Regions from separate parts of the Mus musculus genome. Here region 1 is linked to region 2. Evidence: chromatin contacts called from public promoter capture Hi-C data. All regions are on one chromosome and are shown on one strand. Each heading gives the region's core, a stretch centred on a gene start, on an enhancer-like site or on the middle of the called end of the contact. The rest is flanking DNA. Distances are from core to core; before and after follow the strand shown.

What was found. Promoter capture Hi-C pulls out the DNA fragments that hold promoters and counts their contacts.
Region 1: a contact with region 2 is called in a promoter capture Hi-C map of hippocampal neurons, with 3 times the contacts expected there. The contact joins the enhancer-like site here to the promoter of 1700001J04Rik in region 2. A contact is called at or near these places in 8 of 39 promoter capture datasets (the 3T3-L1 cell line, the HPC-7 cell line, cranial neural crest and 5 more) and 1 of 115 datasets of contacts at active chromatin or transcription factors (embryonic basal ganglia).

Annotation. Positions count from the first base shown.
Region 1 is chr11:114,560,814-114,565,061 of GRCm38.p6, reverse strand. The region is part of intron 1 of Gm31724 (a long non-coding RNA gene); the gene reads left to right. Among named protein-coding and RNA genes, the nearest start is that of Gm31724, 49 kb to the left of the region's middle. Within about 2 kb of position 1,606, at least 9 of the 459 cell types and tissues checked have an H3K27ac peak or open chromatin away from gene starts, as enhancers often do. A contact at or near this core is called in hippocampal neurons, where this site is marked.
Region 2 is chr11:114,183,824-114,188,069 of GRCm38.p6, reverse strand. It overlaps 1700001J04Rik (RIKEN cDNA 1700001J04 gene), which reads left to right and starts at 1,321. Exons shown (of 3, transcript NR_166725.1): 1 at 1,321-1,599; 2 at 1,696-1,939; 3 at 2,330-2,632.

The DNA of each region.
Region 1 (4,248 bases), core at 357-2,856, 380 kb before region 2:
CTTTAGAAGAGGAGGAAGCCCTTTAAACCACTGAGTCATCTCTCCCTAAAATGGTAAAGTTGCTCTTTTATTCCTCCATTCATTCATCCATCTGTGCTCAGTCTTTGTCACCTCACCATGTCTGATCTGTCTGTCGCTGTTGAGGCAGCTCCATACAAATGGACCCCCATCTCACCTTGCATTACTGCACCCTGAATCTCTGCCCGGGACTCTCTCTAGAGGAGACACAGTGTCCTGCAGGGATGTTTGGAATGGAGGAAGACTTCACCCCCATCAGTGGGGCAAGAGCCCAGGTGAACAGCTTTAGTCTGTGATCGCTCATCTGGACAGTAAGAGACACAGCCAACTTGCTCTGTAGAGAAGCCCCAAGGGGGTGAGCTTGAGAGGGCACCCTTCATTGCCTTCCTCCTTTCTTGGTCTTGCTCCACCTCCTCCTATCAGGTCATCTCCCACATACCTGCATACCTGTCCTTGTGACAGGTTCTCTTGGGCTAATATGAAAGGCTTGTCTGGGGTGCAGAGAAAGAGTGCTGTGTCAGAGTCATCTCTGCCAGTGTGAATTCTGTCATCGACCTCAGTGCAGGGGAGCACTAGACAAGGACACAGCGCAACACAGTTCCTCCCAGCTACCTCGCCAGCTTTCCCAGCCAGGGCAGTGGTTCTCAGCCTTCCTAATGCTGCAACCCTTTAATCCAGCTAGCTGCTCCTGTTGTGGTCACCCCCAACCATAAGACTGTTCCTGTTGCTACTTCATTACTATCATTTTGGTATTGTTATGAATGATAATGTAAATATTGGGTTGATAGGATATCGGATATGTGGGCCCCCATGAAAGGTTATATTTGGTGCCTAAGGGGTCACAACTCACAAGTTGAGAACCAGCGATCTAGAACCAGCTCCTCCCCTTGGTGGCGGTTAACTAGGGAGGTTATCTAGGGCTTAACTAGGGAGGTTAACTAGGGCTTAACTAGGGAGGTATAGCACTAAGAACAGAGCCAATCTGTCACTAAGGGGAGTGTGCTTTCCCATGAGGCATCATGGGGCCATCATGACTTTGGGCTTGGGACACTTGACTTTGGAAGATGGGTACCAGCTAGGGGAGTCACTGGTCTGGTCGTAAGCACCTGGAAGTATAGAGCCAGACCTCAGGCTGGAGATCTGAAGGCTGGAGGCTTGACCGAGGTGCTGTCTGGCTCTCCTGCCGTATTGGCCCTCATAAGTACTCTTGTATATGGCTGGGTATCCCCCGCTCCGCCTAGCACAGGGCTCTGCAGCTGATTGCTCTGAAACCAGCACTGGGTAATTGGGGGGTGGCATCAGATCCCCAAATAGAAGCCAGAGCATATCCCTGATATCCAGGCACACCCAGCTCAAGGGCTCTTCTCTTAGGAGTGATGCAGCTGAACGTGTTAATGTCTTCATGGATGCCAAGCGGAGGTCCTGAGAGAGCTACAGTTGAGCTTGGGTGGAGGCCGGATCCCTGTCCAGATTATAAATGGCCTCCACCCTGACTCTCCAGTTCTCCCAGCCCAGGTCTCTTTCCCCTCTCCCAGTCTGAATCTGCCCGAAGGCCTGAATGTCAGCCATATGTTTCTGATGCTAGATTGCCGCACAGTGAGCCAGAAGGGCTGTTTGGGAAAGAGTACTCAGTCAAAGCTGTGTTTATACACACGAGGGCCAGGCATCTTTTTATTATGCAGAATTATACACTTCCTAACACATAGGCATTTTTCCTTTCCTGGGTGAATCTGCCACATGGGCGGTATGAGTCTGCTGCGGGTGGGGGTGGTGGGGTGGTGGCGGCTGCGAGTGCTGAGCCCCAAGCATCACAGATCTGATAGATGTGTGTGCAAGGGCACTGTAACCGAGATCTTATTCTCCCGAGAGGACCTGGGGACCTGGGCCCCAGCAACACTATTGTGTGTGTGGCGGAGCTTAACTGGAAGCCCCAGTTGGCTCTGCCTTGTGCCCCAGCTGCAGATGCTCTCCTTTCGTTCTGGAAGGAACGCATTAGACCTTTACCAGGAAGCATTTTCTAGAGTCCGCATTCGGGACTGCACAATTCTGACTTTAAAAAACTTGACACCGAGGCCCCCACCCTTGAGTTTAAGTTGAGCAGTCAATAACTATGATGACAGGGGTGACAAATGTCTTTTCTTTAGCCAGGTATGCTCATGCATGCCTGTCGCCCCTTTACAATCCCGGAAGTTGGGAGTTTGAGCCATGAGGATAGCCTGGGCTACAGCAATAAAAAGAAAAAGGAAGGGAAGGGGAAGGAGGAAGAGGAGGAGGAAGAAAGGTGGGAGGAGAAAGAAGAGAAGGGGAAGAAGAGGAAGAAGAAGAAGGAGAGGAGAAAGAAGAGGAAAATAAAGAGGAAGAATAAAAGAATAAGGAAAGAAGAAAGAGGAAGGAAGTGAAGGGTAGCTTTTTTTCTACTTTTAAGCTTAGGAGAGATAAGGAATGAGGGTTGGGCGATGTGGGTTGGAGCGGAGACGCCTTTGTACCAGCCCTCTGACGGAACTCACCTGTCTCCTCAGTTTTGCCTTGTCCTCATCACTGATGAAATGGGAATAGCATGTAAGGTGCCCAACACAGTGCCTGGTGCCTTGCCTTTGCCGAGTGATATTTTCTCCTGTGGCCATGATTCGAAGCGTTCTCTAAGGGTCAAGAAGTCAGTGGCTTCTACCCCAGTGGCCCGAGTTCTGCCAAAAGCAATCGCTCATCAAGTTGTCTTTGAAATGGGGGATGGATGAGTGTTGGGTCTGGAATCAGGGTCTCTTGTTAAGTAAAAGAGGAGCTGGGCAGTTAGCACCCTGGTGCTTCATCAGCTACAATGTGAGCCGTAATAGACTTGCCCCACAGGCTTGTGAAGGTGAGATTAATGGCGAGAGCTTGAGAGAAGCATACAAGCTGTTTAGTGTGCATGAAGCTCAACGCCACTTCGTGTCTGGTTTTATTAGCAGCAAGTATCCCAGTGAATAGTAGTTTACTATCTAAAAGCATTTTGATTTCTGTTCCCCCAACACCCCCAAATCCTCAGATTCAGCCAGGCCCCACTGAGCAGATAAGAGAGCAACTCGAAGGAGGTCAAAGAACTTGCTGGGTCTCCCTTGTGGATTGACGGTGGAGCCCCGACCGCACAGTTCTTTGGTTGGTTGTTAAATTATCATTTTTATTTTTTTGTCATATCTAGACATCTGATCTCTTGAGAATGCTTCAGACTTTAAATATTGAAGATGCTGGAGTTCTGGGGCATATAAGTCAACTCTCCTCTCCCTCTCTGACAGCCTGCTTCCACAAGGAAGTGTTTCAGGGGTCAAAAGGGTAAGAGGCCAAAGGAGTCAGAAAAGCCTATGGTGCTGTATTCCACCGTGGTGGAGGGACTTCCGGGGAGGGGGAAGTCACTTAGGAAATGCACTCAGACCACCAGGCCCACACGCATGGAGTTCACTCAGGAGAAGGAGGCGGATGATCACACTAAGGCCGATCCCGTCTGTGATGGGGCGGGAAGGTGGCTGGGTTACTAAGTGCACACATGTCTTGTGTTTCTTTTTGTCCTTCGAGCTTTGACAACCCTGTCAGAACATTGGAAATGTCTCCCCCCCCCCCCCAACATAACAAATCCTGTGGGCTCATGGGTCAGTAACTTTCCAAAAAAGGTGCATGAAACCCCAGTCCATTGATTCTCCCCTCTATAGTGGCAGGGGCAAGCCAGCTCTTTGGCTACTTCCTGCTGTACCTGCTGGAAGGGAGGAGATGCCCCGTGTCTCAGAGGTAGCTGGGAAGAGCCTGCACGCACTCGGAGAGCTGTCCTTGGTAAAGGAGCGATTTACCATCTGAAGGGCGCTCCTCCCTCCCCTTGTGATGAAATTAGTTCATAAGGACTGTTCCTGCATTTGCTTCTTCAGGGACACCGGGAGGCCCCCATCTCTTCTCTCTCCTTCCCAACACCCGCAGCCCCCCGAGATTTAGAGTCAGGATGCGCTCTTCCCTCTCACTTCCATTACTTTAGCGCCTGAGTTACAGAGCCATTATCCCTTGAAGAGTTCTTCATTCGACCTCAAACAAAATCCAGAGGCACTGCCTAACAGAAGTCCGCTTACTGTCCTCTCCGTCCCTTTAGCCCCTTTAGGGACTGTGCTGCCACTCACGGCTCGCAACCTTGGGTTAGACCTCCACCCCTCAGAGATTTATTTTCCTAATCTGTAGAATCTGGGGGTTGAAATAGATATCCCAAAAAGAAGTCCC
Region 2 (4,246 bases), core at 72-2,571:
CTCACCAAAGAGGCAAGGTTGCCTGGACAGTGAGCCAAGGGATCCATCTGTCTCTGTCTCCCCACCACTGGGATGACAGGCATAGAAGGACACACCTCGCTTGTCATTCTTGTCCTACATGGGGTCTGGGGTGGCATTCAGTGAGGCAAGCACTTGGAGCCATCTCCCCACCTCCACTGTGTGCTTCTGACCTTTGTACCCAGGCCCAGCTGAAGCTGCAGCTCCAATCCCAAGGACCCCTTGTCTGTATCCGTGTGTCCTTAAAGCTGCCTTACCTAGGACCTTGTCTCCACCTTCCCTGCCTTGTCCTTCCTTGCTGCTCTCATCATCCGCTGCTTCAGCTCCTCTGAAATCATGTCATATTTCTGCCACCCACTTGTCACATCTGGGCCATACCCCACCCCTTGCCACTATGTCACTAGGCTGCTGGCACCAGGCTACAGGCCTGGCCTCAGCTCCTCATCACCCCAATGTCATTCATTTCTCTCAAGCCTGTCTCTTTGCACCCTGTCACCCTTCATCCACCACCCCCCCCTGTCTTGAACACAGTAGATCTTGGACTCACATCAACACCTGGGAGCTGGTTGGTAAGAAATCCAAGTTCTCCACAGGCTAGACTAAGAAGTCAGACACTCTCAGGGTGGAGGCCAGTGATCTGTTTGTACAGGCCCTCGGCTGATGTTGATGCTGGCAAGGCTGAGAAGTGTTACCTAGTAGGTCCTCTCAGAAGCTTCAAGAATACTCTTTCCAAAGACCAAGCCAAGTCCTCGAATTCTCCTACCCAGCACCCATGGGTCTCGTCTCCTCCCCTCCGTGCCCCTTCCTTCCCCTCCCCTCCTCTCTTCCTCCTTACTCCCACTTCCCCTACCTCTCTCTCTATTGCCCCCTCCCCTCTCCCATCTTTGTTCAGAATGAACTCCTTAAATGCAAGAGTGGAGGTCCTGTGCATCTGGTGGAGACACACTTTACAGCCTCCTGCCCTCTCCTGCTGGCCCAGTTCTTTGCCCATCAAACTGTTCCTCCCTTTAACTCCCAAAAGAGTCATGCCCAAATACCAGGTCCTGCTTCTCACTGATCCGAGGCCACCCTTAGCATAGCATAACTGTTTGGGGACACATTTTCCTTCCTGTCCCCAATGAAGCTCCAAATCAAGGGTAGAGTTCATGGTCTAATTGAACAATAGCTCCAGGGCTGGATACTGAGCTGATGCAGATCAGTTGTGAATACATAAGGGATGACAGCCCCGCCCCACCCAGCCCCGCCCCACCCAGCCCCACCCCGGCTGCCTCTAAGAGTCCTTCCTCCACCTCCTACTGACTTACTCACTCTACCATCTTGTCACAGCACTTACACTCTTAGGGCCCCTGGGATATCTATTAATCTGACTATATCCTGTCACCCTTCTGGGCCAAACCATTCTGCTGGCAGATCCCATGTGGGAAGAGAGTGAGCAGGGGAGGGTCCATTCCCCATCCTGAGGTTGTTGGTGGAAGACGTTCACAGGATTCCTCCTTCAGGTCCCTTCAGATGGCCCCCACTAACTTAGGGGTTACAGGGTACCTTTGACTGCAGGTCACCTTCCTGTGACTTGACTTACAGGTGCAGAACACCATGGGGTAGCATTTCTTTATCCTCTTTTTTTAGCCGATTCCCTCCCTGACTAGATTTACCTTCTGTCTCATGTCTGGATTTTAGAATGGGCTTGCATTTCCTGTACACACAGCGATGGCTGGGCATCCTGGAAGTGGGGCAGGCAGCTGAAGAACAGAGAAGCAAGGTTTCCACCTCACCCTACCGTACACATGCTTTGGACTTTGGAATCGAAGTTCAGGGGGCATCTTAGACCTGCCAGTTTGAGGACGGACTCAGTCAAGAGGCACAGCGGGGGCCCCTGTGCAGGATGCTCATACCGGGCTAAAGAGACGAGCACTCATGCGAGGTGGGATGTTACAAAGGTCCCTACATCTCTTGGTGCTACCCTTGAGAACCGGACCCAGGCCTACAAAGCTCCTCCAAACCCAGACAATAGAGTCCTTCAATGCCCAGCTTCAAAAATGGGGAGGTAATAAAGGTAACAGGTGGACGGACAGTCCCTTACAACCTTCCGCTTCTGACTGAACAGATCAACACAGTTTGGCCCATTTCCCCCCTCATCTACATTCCTAAACAGCTCTAGAAGAGCCTGAGCCCCTCCCCCTCCCCTTCCCCCCTCCCCTTCCCCCCTCCCTTCATCCTCCTTCCCTCCCCACAACCATCTGCCCAAGGTTCATCACGATGTCCTGGGGTCCTATCTCATTTGCCTTCTTGGAAACACCCTGTTACCCTTCAGCAATGATGCGAGAGAGCTGGGCTCTGGCTAACTTCGGTCGCCTAGCAACCCTAACAGACAGACAGCCTGGCCAGTCACCGTTGGCCGTTGATATCCACCTGCTTCCTGAAGCTAGAGGGAGCCACAAATCAAGTGCTGCCCCACCCGGCCTCCACTCTCCCTGCCACCAACACCTGACCTTCTTCAAGCCCCTAAAGAGGCAGCTGGGTGACCACTGCTTCTCACCTCGCCCTTTGCCCTCCACCTGAGACCCATTCTGCAGCTTAATCTGTGACATTTAACATAAATAGTTTTCTATTCCCAGCTGACCTTTAATAGCTTTTATCATCAACTGCGGTTCCTGGCAGCCGTACAAAAGCTGCTATCTGTTGCCTCCGTCCCTCCCAACAGAATACCCAAGGAGCCCCTAGCTTTCTCCATGTGAAGCCTGGGGGCCCCTGGAGATGTCTGCTGAGCCTGGAGCTTGCCACTCTCCACCAGGAAATATCGTTCTGTGTTTCAATTAGAATTAGCGGGGAAGCCAGTTATTAAGTGGTTAGTTATTAGGGTAATAGAGACACTCCACATTAACAGGGGCAGCTGCTCGCTTTCCTCTAATGGCCACTTCCAGCCCTGAATCCCTCCCCGATGCTCTATTGTAAATGTGCAGAATGGAAATGGGAGGGAGCAGGTCAGAAAGGGGTGGGTTCTGAGGCTCCTCCTCCCTACTGCGCCCCTCCCACGTGGATAGCATCCCCGAGAAGTGAGGTGCAGAGGTCACTTCAGCCATTCCAAAGTGTGTCTTCACACCCTCAGAAGCAGAAGTCACTGTCTGGGCTGGCGGCCACTTCCTCCGACCCACTCTGAGTCTCTCTCCTCATAAATGGACTCTGTCACCACTGGACACCTCTCTCAGGGGTTTGGGCTATTTTCGCTGTTTTGGGGTGGAACCCCAGTCTTGCCTATGTTACCATGGTACCGTGGAACTGCACCGGGCTCCCAAGGTTTGGGTTTTGCCAAAGGTTCTGGAGACTCTGAAGGTTCAGAGAAGTGACCAAGGGCCCACAAGCTTGAAGACAAGAGAGCTGGGCTCTGGCTCCATTCAGCCAGATGACTCCAGGTAAGTCACATGACCTCTAGGGGGCAGTGTACAAGTCTCTCCTCGGATACATAGGTTTGGTCTCCTTCCCAGCCACCGTTTTACCCCAGGGCACCCAAAGTGCATGGCTTTCATTGTAGAAGCAAGTCAGAGAAGATGGTCTACAGCCATGGTAGCAAATTCAGTTAGGGCCCATCAGTATCAGCAGTGGGCCTGGCATCCTGGTCCTACTTCACTGATGCCCAGAGATCTGTTAGTGGAGATGCTCTCAGAATCTGCTCTCCTCCAGGAGTAGGCTAGATAAGAGTAACTCTGCAGACGACTATCTGAGCTTATCCTGTGGGTTCCAATCTTGTGCACCACATGACCCCAGACATCACGGAGCCCTTGACCCTTGGCTTTCCCATTCAATTATAACATCATGGGGATCAGTAGCCAATACAATGTAAGCACCTGCCCAGGGCTGCAAGAAGGGAGCTCCGTCCAGGCTGTGATTGTCAGTGCCGCTGTTAGAAAGAGAAATGGCAGCCCAGGGTAGCATCCTTCTCTGTGCACCCTGATAAATAATTGAGAAGGGAGAGGAGAAGAGGGAGACTAGAGAAGCAGGAATAAGCAAGGATAGAATGGAACAGCTAGGAAGGGAAGGGGTGTGGAGGGAGGGAGGGGAAAGGGGAGTAGCTCTATGTAAGAGAGGAGAAGAAATGGAGTGGAAGAGGAAGAGGGAGAGGAGGAAGGAGAGGAGGGAGAGGAGGAAGAGGGACAAAGAAAGGAGAAGGAAGAGGAGGGGGGGAGAGGAGGATGGAGAGAAAGAGAAAGAAGGAAAGAAGGAAGAGGAGGAG